Linked DNA regions of Sus scrofa: all the other regions are linked to region 3. Evidence: chromatin contacts called from public Hi-C, HiChIP or PLAC-seq and promoter capture Hi-C data. All regions are on one chromosome and are shown on one strand. The core of a region is the stretch at or near the end of the contact, and the rest is flanking DNA. Distances in the headings are between cores, read along the strand shown.

Region 1 (3,241 bases), core at 301-2,800, 170 kb after region 3:
CGGCAACGCAGGATCCGAGCCGTGTCTGCGACCTACACCACAGCTCACGGCAACGCCGGATCGTTAACCCACTGAGCAAGGGCAGGGATCGAACCTGCAACCTCATGGTTCCTAGTTGGATTCGTTAACCACTGCGCCACGACGGGAACTCCAGGAGCATGGGTTATATAGCATTCCATCTTACAAGGATATTAGACATCCATAACTTCAAGAACAGATAATAGTAAAGAGCAGTAAAATAATTAGGAAGTGATATATTTTAAGTTTTATTTCCTTTTTGAATAATTAATGGTAATCCTCTATAATTTATTTTTTAATAATATCTGGCTAGTGTTATTTTTAATAATAGCTTTTAACAACTAGCTCACAAAATTCCTGATAATTTAACAGGTAGCTTTCACAAGCCAGCACGCCACTGCCAGTCCCGGTGACTTCTGGGTTCTGCAGCAATAGGCACTGGCAGGAGCGGGAGAGCAAGAAGAGAGAAGGGTTGGATTTTTCCTTCTCTTCCTCCTAGGATGCATGCTACAGCTCCTGCTCCTCAACACTGTTCCCTCCTTCTGCCTCTAGGGGGCTAGTGGCTTCTGGGTCTTTCTGATTCCCGCGGCTTCCCCATCACATCCACCCCTTTGTAAGTAGTCTCATTTCACCCCGTTAAATCATTCCCTTCCCTTTGAGTGTTTTTCTCTTTCCTGGTTGGACACTGCCTGCTCAAGTCTGCTTCTGCAGTCACAACGTCTAATACTTCTATTCCCATATTTAGGAACTATGTGTCCTTAATCAAGTTGCTCAACTTCTCTGAGCTACAGTTTTGTGAGGATTAACTATGATGCATCAGGGTATGATTTTGAAAGATTAACCGTGGTGGGACTTTATGTTATCCTCCTGCTATTTCCTGGTGCTCTATAACTCTTTCCCAAACTGAGCAGCAATAGTCTATAGAAGATGTTTCTCAGAAACATAAAGCATAAGTATGGGGAAAGTTTTGAGTTTCAAAATGCAAGACCTTGAAGGGCATGAAAGAAAACCTAATGAGTCTGAGCAAAGCATCCTCTTGGGAGAGCCACTGGTCCCTGAGAAGGCTCTCCTACCTCCCTAACGTGGAGAACTGAAGAATTGAGAACAATGGCTACAGGTTGAGTCCAGGCTACTGTTGGCCGCCCCACAGTGCCCTGGTGCCCCAGTGTGGCCTATGAGAGACGCTCGTACTGATGGGATTTCCAGAGAGGTCTGGATGCTGACATTACAGCAGCTGTGTGGCCTGACGAACAAGGGCCAGGTGACGATGTGCATCTGGGTGAATGGGAGGAGGAGAATAACGAGGAACCCTCAGTACCCCTTCTGAGAACCCTGCCTGCCGATATGCGAGAGCCAGCTTAGAGGGCTCCGGACAGCCTGGCCCTGGGTTGGGCAGCCGCGCGGCCTCACGGTCATTCCGCCAGGAGGCGCTGTCCGGCCACACTGGCCGCGCCGGGCCGCACTCTGATTGGCTAGAGGACGTGGCCCGCGGCCACTCCCTCCCGCCCACCCTGGTAAGTGCCGCTCGCTCGCCAACTCCCGCCCCAGTCTGCGGGCCTCGGGAGCAGCGGCGGGGCGGGAGCGGCGCGGCGGAGGGGACAAGACCAGGGCAGGAGGGAACCGGCCCGCCAGGAGAGCCCCGCACACCATCAAGATGCTATCCTGGCGGCTGCAGACGGGCTCCGAGAAGGCTGAGCTGCAGGAGCTCAACGCCCGGCTCTACGACTATGTGTGCCGAGTGCGGGAGCTGGAGCGCGAAAACCTGCTCCTGGAGGAGGAGCTGCGCAGCCGGCGGGGCCACGAGGGCCTGTGGGCCGAGGCGCAGGCCCGCTTCGCGGAGGAGGCGTGCAGCTTGCGGCAGCAGCTGGACGAACTGAGCTGGGCCACGGCGCTGGCCGAGGGCGAGCGCGACGCGCTGCGGCGCGAATTGCGGGAACTGCAGCTGCTGGGCGAAGAGGCGCGCGCCGCCCGCGGCCGTCTGGATGCCGAGCTGGACGCTCAGCGGCGGGAGCTTCAGGAGGAGCTAGGTGCGCGCGCCGCTCTCGAGGCGCTGTTGGGCCGGCTGCAGGCCGAGCGCCGCGGCCTTGACGCGGCCCATGAACGCGATGTGCGGGAGCTGCGCGCGCGCTCCGCTGGCCTGACTCTGCGCTATCGCGCCCGCGCCACCGGCCCTGCCGCACCCCCGCCGCGCCTGAGGGAAGTGCACGACAGCTACGCACTGCTAGTGGCCGAGTCGTGGCGGGAGACCGTGCAGCTGTACGAGGAAGAGGTGCGCGAGCTGGAGGAGGCGCTGCGGCGCGGCCAGGAGAGCCGGCGCGAGGCCGAGGAAGAGACGCGGCTGTGCGCGCAGGAGGCGGAGGCGCTGCGGCGCGAGGCGCTCGAGTTGGAGCAGCTGCGAGCGCTGCTGGAAAACGAGCTGCTGCGGGTACAAGAGGAGTACGAGCTTCAAGCCGAGGAGCGGCAGGTCTGTGCGCCCTGCGAGCGCTGGTGGTGGGGGAGTGGTAGGGCTCCCAGACCACAGAGTGCTCACCCAGGGCCCGGCAAGGCTGACGGGTGGGGCCAGCGCAGCGGGTGCACCTGGGGACCCGGGCGCCAAGGGGCCGCCTTCCTCAGGATCCCGGCATCTTGCCAGTACTGGAAAAAGTGCGCAGTTCTTTGGTCCATCTACTCAGTGGAAGAGTGCCAAGTGGCAGATCCTGGTGAATGGCCCTGTCCCTGTCAGGTTGTCAAATTTAGACCTTGACATGACTGGGTGCATCCTGACAAATGACTCCCTCAGTTCTCAGTTCTTTCAGTTTCTTGTGTTTGGAAGACCGAGTTCACATAGAAGTCAACCAGGAAGGCCCAGAAGTGACTTCAGAGGTGACAGCTCCTTCTTTCTCAGACACTTCCCAGTGTTGGGAAGGTTTCTAGGCAATGTCAAGTCCTTGTCAGAAACCGTTCAAAATTGAACACTAGGCACTAGGGCTTCTTTGGGGGAGAACAACTTGTTTTCCAAAACGGTTTTTATTTTGCCAAAATGATTTCTCAGTTCCCCGTTGGAGTCAGCTGGTCGTGGCTCCCGGGCCACTGCTTTGTTTGTTCTTGGGAGGGGCAGAAACCTTAATGCAGAGAATTTAATCAGAGATGTTTTTTCCACAGTACAAGCTGATGTCAGATCTCTGGGTAGTGTAAAAGTCGTGTTAATGCAGGTCCCTGTGGCAGGATGTTATTACAAGTGCAG
Region 2 (3,423 bases), core at 11-2,510, 210 kb before region 3:
TGCTGCCTCGCCAGACAGAGTGAAAAACAAAAACCTCAGTCATTTGTTTAAACAAACTCACAAAAACAAAACCACTTCCTCAACAGACCCAGTGAATTCTAAAAAGGATCACACACTTAACATGATTTTTTAAACTTTAAATTTCACAAATTAAAAGCGGGATGATGGGACCAAACCAATGGACATCATCCCACTCCTCTGCTTATCTTTTTCTGGTTTCACCCAGCTGCCAAAAACACCGACAGCACTTCCTCTCATCCCAACAGGAAAATTTCAAGGCTCCTGAAGGTCTGAGTCCGACCGGAAAGCTCATGAATATTCTGATTTTCTGGAGCTGATGCAAGGAAATCACTGTAATTGATGACCAGACACAGAGTTACCTACTAAATGTCTGTTCCCCAGAATTACTCCTCTGAAATAATTTATCAAAAGTTGGATTTCCATTTTCAAAGTTATTAATAACAAGAGTCTGTTTCCGATTTTTAAGATGAGGTTTAATCTTTGGAGCCTTTCTTCTTCTCACTAAATTGTCTCTATACAGTGGGATCGCCCTTAATAAACTCCTTTGCTTTATTGCATTTTAATGAAGGTGAATAGAAAGCAAACTGAAGGAAATCTTAAATTCCCACGCGAAATGGGAAGAAATGAGAGCGCTGAGAAGATTTAAATTAGAATATGCATTTACTGGGTGCCAGGAAATTCAGAGGGTACGTGTGCCTAGGGTGGCATGCGGGCGGGGGGTGGAGGCACTGGCAGCGGCGTCCGTCAGTGGATGCCGTGAGCATCAAGCGCTGTTGCGATCAGTTTTTGTCTCCAACCGGAGTGTGTATTTGGGCGTGAACCCAGAATATTACGACTTGAGTTTAGTTTGAGAATGAACACCCTCTCTCCATGTTAGTTTTTCTCTTTCGCAATCACATTTAAATCTTTTACTTTCGTTTAAAATTTTGCCCCGCTGCTAAGTACCTTAGCAGCGAACCTGAACCTGGGTGACCTCTGCTTACCATCTACCCAGAGGCTCCTCCCTCTGGAAAGCGCCGCCAGGTCGGACGTCTGAGCACTCTCTTACTTTAGGACAGCCGGTTTTCTATCAAAACTTAACTATCCTTAAGAAGAAACTAGGGTTTGTACGGAAATTCTTCAGAACGAGTTATTTTTCCAACATAACGTGGATCGCCAACACGCGAAAAACACTAGCCAGCAGCACCAGGACACATCCCGAGGGAGGCGGCGTGGCTTCACACTGTGCTATCGCGATCGAACCACAAGATTCAAACCATGTTTCCGTGGAAAAACTTGAACCAGCAAGAGGTTTAGATTACATGATTGGAGACAAATGAGAAACCGTTTACATGTTTTCAGCTTTTGGGATTTTTAAAATTAGGAAAAACAAAAGCCATACAACAAAAAAAACAGGGAGCTGAGGAAGTCTTTCAAAACCCAAATGCCACACCCGCCCGCTCCCTTTTCCGACCGCTTTCCCACGTGTGGTGTCTGGAGACCACGTGACGTGGAGGTGGGCGTGGCAAGAGCGCCGTCAGATGGCCCCGCCCACTCTCTAGACTTAACACTTGCTGAGCCCCTCCTCCAGTCAGCCAGGCCGGCGCAGCAACGATCTGAGGGGGAGTTTTGCATGTCCACTTCCAAGAATTTTTAACCGCTCTATTGGGACTTACTCTAACATCGAGATTGGGGACTAGAAATGACAGAAATAAATGTTAGCTATCTCACTGTGCTCTGAGCCAAACTTAAAACATTCACCAAGAAACTGTAAACACAAAAGAATCTTGGTACAAAGTAGTCTTCTGATTTCTGTGCAACCACAACTATAAAAGCTGTACATATTTAGCATCCAAACTAATTCAGTATTATCAATTCTACCGTCAAAATACCTACTTGGTCCTGCAAATGTGAGTGACCTGACAGCCCAGCCCACTAAGCATGTATGGTTTAGGATGCTTGAAGTTTTTTTCTCTTTTCCTAATATAACAGTTACATTTCAAACTCTTAAAATTTAATTTTTGAGAAGTTATAAGTATCAGTGAGCTAAAATGAAGGCCATATGGAGCTCAGTGTACCTAGCATGATCTTGTCTGTCAAAGTACAATTACAAACTGGAGTGGACTGCAGGATATTAAAAACTGTAGTCATTCACAGTTCTTTCAAAGAGATGCATGAGCTTTAATAAAACATTATAGTTGAGTAGAAATAGTTTTTTATTCTTTTAAGGTATAAATAAAAAGAATAAAAAAGGTCACTTAGGTAGTTAAGAATCAAATAGCTATTTTTTTAAAACCCTCTCTTTAAAGAGTAATTTTAATCGTTTGGTAATGGGAAATTCAAAATAATGATTTCTTCATGCAAATCTGATTTTGGGCTGCTGAAATTTAATTAAATGGGGGGGGGTCCTCCTAAATGTTTGTATTGTCACTATTAGTGTATATTCTGAAAGAAGAAAACAGTATCTTGAGCACCCCTTTCAATTACAGTTTAAAAAGCTCAGAGATAAAATTTCATACTATTAATGAAATTTCTTATGGTGGCATAAGCCTTCCTAGCCTGTCCAAAATATTCAGGGCTGTGCCTGAGTCAGCTCTCTAATTGTGTCCTCGTTAAGTCCTCAAAAGCAAGAGACACTTGCAGCCAGGACCAAAGTTAATGGGACTTTTTTTTTTTTTTTTTTTTTTTTTTTTTGGTCATTTGAGATCTCCTCCCTTCTCCTTCACCTCCTCTGAAGGGAAAAATGGCAATGATGTTTCAAATAACATTCATATTTGAGATTGCTTAGCTTTTACATTTTTTTTCCTGCTTCATGTCATTCATAACTGCCCTCCCAGAAAAAGTGGAGCTGCTACTGCTATTTAAAAAGTTTCATGTCCCTCATTTTAAAAATACATAAGGTCCTCAGAGTAGAATTCCAATTACTAAGTGTAGAAACAGAAATAGAAAAATCACCATTTGGCAAATACCACAGTAATGAATGTTAAAATTAGCAGGTGAAATAATGAGGAACAGTAGGAACAGGATAGTCTCAAGTCTCTACTCTTAAAAGATGCTTCCTAATTACAAAGGGGGAAATAGTAATGACATCTGTGGAACCTGCAGAGACCACCTTAACCAGGTGATCAAAGTTATTGCCATCAAAAATGAAACATTAGGTATCATGTGTCTCTTAAAAATGTATAATCTGGATTTAATCACGAGGAAAGACACATTTGAATTGAAAGATATTCTACAATCTTTCTCTACAAGAGAAAGAGATGGTTCATGCTCTTCAAACATCTGAAAATAGTGAGCATCTAAGGAAGACTGAAGACAATGTCACAGATTGAAGGAAACTGGAGATATGAAAAATGCGAGATGGGATCCTCTACCCATCCTAGGACTAGCAAAAGGGCATCAGTGGAAGACTGGAGAAATCTC
Region 3 (3,147 bases), core at 466-2,965:
TTGTTTACGCGAACAGCCTTTCCGAACTGCCCCTGTAATGGGGCCAGATGGCCCCGCTGCCTCGCAATTCTCCCCCTCACTCTTCAAGGCTCAGTCGTGATTTTCAAAGTTAACTGGCACCACCTGCATACCCTTGGCAACCATTACTCACCAACACGCCCTCGCCGTTCCCAGCCCCAGTTCTGTGACTGCATTTAAACTTTAATCGTGTTCAAGTTACCCTGCCATCGAGAATGTACCAGTAAGCCTCATTTTAATGTTTTGAGAAGAAAAGAACCCTCTCCTTTCACCCCTCCACACACCCGCGGGGCCCTAAGTTCTCCCTCCCTCCCAGCACTTCCCTGCCCCCTACCCGACGCTACCAAAACAAAAGCTATCAGATTGCAAGCGATAGCGTGTGGAGCGATATCCTTATTAACTGTGTACAAAGGAAGTGCGGGGCAGGGAGGGGGGGAGTGCAACAAAACTATGGCCACGAAACCAAGGCCAGGGCTGCGCGCTTGCAAAACAAAACACCCTCCGTCGCAGACCCTGGAGCTCCATAAACGACGACACAAGATACCTTTCGCCAGGGCCGGGCGTCTGGGTGTCCCTGAGCAGCCATGTGGCTGCAGCTAAAGCCTCGCGTTGTGAGCACGTGTGTGGAAATGCACGTCGGCTCCGACCACACACCCACTCCCGCACACTCGGATGCTGTCCTACCACCCCCTAGTTCCGCCAAGAGCGTCCAGAGTCCGGTAGAAACTGGGAGAAGATCCCAGAACTCTTACTAGGGGTCTGGACGCGCTTCCCGGAAGAGCCCGACTGATACAGGGCCCGGACCTCGCACTTTTCCAGGGGGTGCATGGAGGGGTGGAGATCTAGGCGAGAACGCTTCCCGCATCCCTGAGCCATACTGAGCAGCCCCAAGAAACGGGGGGCAGGTGACCGCACGGAGTCCGGTGAAAGCGACAGGGAAGGCCAGGAACCCAAAGAGCCCAAGGGGCAAGGCTGGACGACAGGAGGCCGCGCTAGGATATTTGGTAACCTGTCCTGGGGACTGCGGGGCCTCTCCGCCGGGCACCCCTGAGGCTGGTGGGCTGCCCACTCCTGCTACCGGGCACAGAGTCCGCCCAAGCAGCGAGGGTGCTGCATGAGCTGTCACCGCCGCCTGAGCGCTGAGCGGTGACCAGCGCTGAGTGCGGGGCGGCCCCGCGCGCCTCGAGAGGCGCAAGGTGCGGGTGGCGGGGCCGGCCGGATGCGAACTTCTCGGCTGGAGCCCCAGCTCCCAGCCCGACCGCGGGCCGCCAAAGCATGAGAGCTTCGAAGACAGCGGGCCCCCCGGGCAAGGCTCTCGGGACAGAGGAAGAGAAAACACCGAGGCCCTTCCCGCGCGGGGATGCGCGGAGCTGGGGCCCGCGGGGCTCCAAACTAACAAGCCTGGGCCCCGGGGCCCCTCCGGCCTTTCGGCCGAGCCCCTCGGCGCCCCGCCCCGCGACTCCCGAGCCCGGGAGCCCGACAGCTGCGACGGTGGCAACTCGGGTTTCGCAAACAGGGCGCAGCCCCTCGGAGGAAAAGTTCCCGCAGTGGCCGCGGGCGGCGGGCACATACTCACTTTCTCCACTCGTCGGCCAGAGCGAGAGCGCGGCGGAGAAAAACAGGAGCCCCCACAGCGAGGTCGGGGACCCTCCTCCGGAGCCAGACTTCATTCCTTTTATTTGGGACGAAATTCCCCTTTCTCAAAAAAAAAGGGGGGGAGGAAACGAAAAAGTCTCAAACTCAGTCTTCGCCCACCCCTCCAAAAACAAGGGCGAAGGAAACAATACTCCAAAGGCGGCGCCGGTCGGGGGGTCCGCCGGGCAGCGCGGACGGGGCGGCCCCTCAGCGCCGGCAACCGCGGCCCAGGGCTCGGCGGAGTCGGGAACCCAAGGCGCGCCGGGGCGGGCTGTCGGCGTCGTCGGCCTCCATTTTCAAACCGAGAGAGGCAGGAGAGGATGAAAAACTGCAAAGAAAAGAGGCAAAGCCCAAATCCGTCTCAGCGAGGAAAAACAAACCCGACCCCAGAAGGAGGGGGAGACTGTCCGACCCCTGAGCCTTAGCGGTGGGAGGGCGCGACGCAGTTCGCAAGATTGCCCCGAAGTCTGGGTCTCAGGAGAGGCCGGCCGGGGGCAGAAATGCGGAGTAAAAATGAATGAGCGGCTCCCCCTCCTCCTCCTCCAGGCTCCACTCGCCGCCGCCTCCTCCTCCCTCAGCGCCGCCGCCGCCGCCGCGAGCTCCTTCCCAAATCCAGGACACACACAAAGCGGCGGGCCGGCCGCGCCGCGCTCAGCACTCCTGCCGCGCCGCCCGGGCTCCGCGCCGCCGCTGCCCGCCCCGCGCCGGCCCCCGCCCGGCCCCCGCCCGCTGCCGCCGGCTCCGCGCGCGGGGGCTCCGGCTCGCTGAAGGTCAAAGCCGAGGCGCGCGGCGCGCCGTGGAGCTCCCCTCGCGCGGGAGGGGCGTGGAGGGCCCGTGGAGCGGGGACGAGGGTCTCCAAGCGCCGGGCACGGGTGCGCTGGGGGCAGGCTTGCAGGCGGCGTCCCTCTCCCTCGCTCGCCTCTCGAGTTCGCCTGGTGCGCTCGCTCCTCCTCGGGTTTTTTTCCTTTTTTTTTTTTTTTTTTTTTTTTTTTTTTTTTTTCCGCTCAGCGGAGTTAATGCTGGTAAACAAGAGCCTCAGCCTCGCCGCGCCGCTGCCGCCGCTGCCACACACTGGGGGCTCGCGCGCGCGCTCGAGGCCGCGCACACGCGCCCGCGCATACACTGGAACTGCCTCAGCCGCAGCCGCCGCGCGCCGAGGGCCCGGCCCAGGCCGGCGCGCGCCAAGAGCCGGAGCTCGGGATTCCAGGGACGTGCGGAGCGGAGCCCGGGCGTGGGATGCGAAGCTGCGAGGCACCGCCCCCGCCTCTCGCCCTCGCGGGCACACGCGTGCGCGCGCCCACACGCTCTCGCCCCCACCCGCACTGCGCCGGCCACCCTGCACGCGCCCTCCCCTCCCGCAAGACTCCAAAAACAATGCCCCCGGCGCCCGTCCGGGCTCCGCCGCGGAGCTACCAGTGGAGGGGAGGAGGGGCTGGGGCGGGGAGTGCGGGGCGCGAGAGGTTCATTGAAAACAACAACATCACGGCTGGAAAG
Region 4 (3,197 bases), core at 372-2,871, 240 kb before region 3:
GTACTGTCCTCTGGGGTAAGGCTCTACAGTTAATGTACAGTTTGATGGTTTTCCAAGAGAAATGAAGGAGAAATTCAAGCTGTAAAGACTAGAGGCTGCCTGCAGTTGATGTTTCAAGGGAAAGATCCTGAATAAATGTGGGGTGGGACTCATGCCTTTTAGTCAAGGCTGAGGAATGTCCTTTCCAATGAGAGGTCCAACCGCTTTCCTGCGGTGGACATAAACTGGAAGGCACATTTCATCCCCAGGCATGAATATGTGCCAACTCCTTCTCAAACTATCCTACTCCACAGATTTAATTCATGGACTAAATTTTTATCTTGAGGATGGAAAGATGAAAAAAAAAAAAAAAAGGAAGGATTAGGCATTTAAAGGGTATATCCTAGGGAATAAGGAAATTTTTTTTACAAGTTAAGAAATCTAGTTAGAGCAAAAAGAATAAACCTTCAGAATACCATAAAGGTAAGAAAATTCTAGTCATGTGGAAACAAAGTTATCCCTGTTGTGGAGAGGTGAAAGGTATTGTGAAAGTCAAGAGATAACAAAAAATTCAGAAGAACTAAGCAAAAAACTTATTTCTGCCATCTTTAAACCATAAGAATAGAGCTCATTCATTGTACAGATAGTATTAGGGAAAAGTAAATGTCCTGAAAAAATAAGATATTTTTGCCTCAAAAACAGTACAAGAAAAATTTCTTCACAAAAGGATTTAGAAAAAAATTCCTTTCAACCTCAAGGTCTTCTTACTATATTTCTCCTAGCTTATGAACGTATCAGTACCTCCACCAAGTAGAGGAAAATTTAAGGCACTGTTACTAGAAGCCCTTGTCGATTACGGATCAGAATGAAAATATCACTAAATAAGACAACAGGAAATGCTTCACATGAATATATAATTTCTAAGAATGCTATCTGGTGCAAACAATGGCAATCCTACAGACTGTGAGACTGAAGCTTTGATGACATATGTATCTTGTATCTTTTTGGTTCTCAGAAGTAACTTAGAGTAGAGAGTGACCACTTTCAGACTTAATAAAATTTGAAAGTGACGTCATTAAACTCTCCCCTTGGTCGGTCTCTTCAACACATCCAAGTAACCCACACTCTTTGGATTTAAAGCTCTGTGGACTTGGCTCCGGCTGGAGACTGCTGAGTCACACCTCTGATCCATCCATCTCTTCTGGGGTTTATGTGTGCTGGGACATGCATTTCCTGAGTAAGATGAAACTTAAAGATGAAGGACGACCTTCTGCAGAAATAAATGCTGTGTCGATGGCTAAAAACCAGTCTCTTTCTTTTTTCTTTCTTTCTTTTTTTTTTTCGCTTTTTAGGACTGCAGGTATAGCATAGGCTGGGGTTTGAATCAGAGCTGCAGCTGCCAGCCTACACCACAGCTACATCAACAACAGATCTGTAACTCACTGAGTGAGGCCAGGGATTGAACCTGCATCCTCATGGATATTAGTTGGGTTCATTACCATTGAGCCACAATGGGAACTCCCTGTTTTTGTTTTTTAGTTTTTTTTTAAATCTTTGAGGGAAATTCAAAGGAGGAGCATTGAGCATGAGGCTTACGCACCATGTTGTTTTCCTAAACCCATATTTAAGTTGTGAGTCATGGATGAGTTGGAATAAGCATCAGCAAAAGAAAACCAGGAGATCTGGCCATCTCTTCCAGCGAGATGGAATACTTACTGCCGCGTCGGATGTTAATGAGCAGGTTGCCCTTGAAGATGGTGCATCCTTGGAGCATCTGAGCAGAAGTGACAGAATCAATGGTCTTTGTCTTCTTCTCTTCCTCACAGACTTTGGGGCAAGGGCCTTCGCAAGGGATACAGTACATGCTGTTGAACATAACCAACCAAAAACACAGAGAGCTGAGTCCATCTTGTAATAACAAAGAAATCATAAAGCTATGCCTTTATTCTAGGTGTTTTTTACAGCACACATCACAAAAAGCAACCATTGGAAGCATTCAAGTGGCTGCACTGTATCTCATCCCCAAGCCTTCCCAGGATAAGCCACTCAAATTGCAACTAAAAGGGGAACTGCCTACAAAGGAAAAGTGTGCTGCCTGCTTCCAGACAAAACACATGATACATCCTCGAGGCATGCATGTATCATAGGCTGTGACTGGTGAGCCAGCCAGTCCCAAGAGGGAGAAACTGCCTTACAGAAAGGAAGCACTGAGGGCCTCCTAGGAAGAACAGAACTGTTCTGTGATGCTGTGGCCCCTGCTGATGCTTCTGGGAGAGTGGACAGGGTCAGCAAAGGGACAGCAGCATTTCTGCCACTAACAGGAATCTAACTCCTGCAGCCAGTGGCCCAGCAAAAAGCCCAGTGAGGGATTCTGAAAGGCATGTGGTAGAGCGCAGATCCCTTATTTTCTTACTAAAGCACAAGTGAAATAATTTCTTGACAGTGTTTGGCAAAAACTTGTAAATTGATCCAAATGTTGTTTTCGCTGCATACACAATAAAAACAAGGAAGTTCCATTACTTTGTAATGAGCTATTTCAAATGCAATCCAGAGCATGCCACAAACTACCAAGAGTTGGGGACTAGTGAGTGAGATTGGCACTTTTCCTGCTTACCTAGCCTTATTTAGGGAATAGTAGACAGAATGCTAATGCCAAAACAGCACACCACAGACAATCAGAAAGTTGAGAAGATTTCCAAACAAATAAATGATACAACATTATAGGATTGGTGTGCAAGAGGATGGTGAACTGGAAAGCCACTACATTTACATGATTATTCTTGAATGATCTTTCAAACTTCATGAAGACAAGTACAGTACATTCAAGAAAACAGAGTAGGTCATAGCCCTTTGCATTCAAGACCACCCTCCAGCCAAACTTTATTGCAAATCTAAGGCAAAGATGAGGGTTTTGTTTAAAAGCTTATAGATGAATAAAATTTCCTTGCCATTTTCCTATTCCATGCTGGGAAAACAGGAGGCAAGGCTTCCAAAGGAACTGGACCAAACACAGCCATGGAGATTTCTCCTTTCTTGAACATCACAATCAACATTCTCATTTTTAGTAAAGGGGGGCAGCTTCCGTTCATGACTTTGTGTTGTTCTTTTATTGCTCCTAATTTAGCTACATGCCAGATAACAGCCTACCTCCCTTTAAAAAAAATTGTTATTTTGAAGTGATTATAGATACACAGAAAGGTGCAAAGATAATCCAGTTC

What was found. Promoter capture Hi-C pulls out the DNA fragments that hold promoters and counts their contacts. A called contact is a pair of places that touch in the nucleus more often than the background predicts. HiChIP or PLAC-seq counts read pairs in DNA pulled down with a chosen protein or histone mark.
Region 1: a contact with region 3 is called in a promoter capture Hi-C map of fetal skeletal muscle, with 4 times the contacts expected there. The contact joins the promoter of SYNM here to the promoter of IGF1R in region 3. A contact is called at or near these places in 1 of 5 promoter capture datasets (fetal skeletal muscle), 3 of 47 Hi-C or Micro-C datasets (blood, fibroblasts and liver) and 1 of 2 datasets of contacts at active chromatin or transcription factors (skeletal muscle).
Region 2: an H3K27ac HiChIP or PLAC-seq map of skeletal muscle shows a contact between it and region 3. The contact joins the enhancer-like site here to the promoter of IGF1R in region 3. A contact is called at or near these places in 1 of 5 promoter capture datasets (liver), 6 of 47 Hi-C or Micro-C datasets (alveolar macrophages, embryonic fibroblasts, mesenteric adipose tissue and 3 more) and 2 of 2 datasets of contacts at active chromatin or transcription factors (alveolar macrophages and skeletal muscle).
Region 4: a Hi-C map of fibroblasts shows a contact between it and region 3, with 2.3 times the contacts expected there. The contact joins the enhancer-like site here to the promoter of IGF1R in region 3. A contact is called at or near these places in 1 of 5 promoter capture datasets (fetal liver), 4 of 47 Hi-C or Micro-C datasets (embryonic fibroblasts and fibroblasts) and 1 of 2 datasets of contacts at active chromatin or transcription factors (skeletal muscle).

The regions. Positions count from the first base shown.
Region 1 is chr1:137,854,094-137,857,334 of Sscrofa11.1, forward strand. SYNM (synemin) reads left to right here and starts at 1,551. Exons shown (of 12, transcript XM_021098348.1): 1 at 1,551-2,482. The coding sequence starts at 1,673.
Region 2 is chr1:137,476,306-137,479,728 of Sscrofa11.1, forward strand. All of the region lies in intron 2 of IGF1R (insulin like growth factor 1 receptor), which reads right to left. Among named protein-coding and RNA genes, the nearest start is that of PGPEP1L, 170 kb to the left of the region's middle. Within about 2 kb of position 1,261, at least 47 of the 83 cell types and tissues checked have an H3K27ac peak or open chromatin away from gene starts, as enhancers often do. A contact at or near this core is called in liver, mesenteric adipose tissue, omental adipose tissue and 2 more, where this site is marked.
Region 3 is chr1:137,688,718-137,691,864 of Sscrofa11.1, forward strand. It overlaps IGF1R (insulin like growth factor 1 receptor), which reads right to left and starts at 1,716. Exons shown (of 21, transcript NM_214172.1): 1 at 1,595-1,716. The coding sequence starts at 1,688.
Region 4 is chr1:137,446,445-137,449,641 of Sscrofa11.1, forward strand. It overlaps IGF1R (insulin like growth factor 1 receptor), which reads right to left. Exons shown (of 21, transcript NM_214172.1): 4 at 1,696-1,844. Among named protein-coding and RNA genes, the nearest start is that of PGPEP1L, 140 kb to the left of the region's middle. Within about 2 kb of position 1,622, at least 6 of the 83 cell types and tissues checked have an H3K27ac peak or open chromatin away from gene starts, as enhancers often do. A contact at or near this core is called in embryonic fibroblasts, where this site is marked.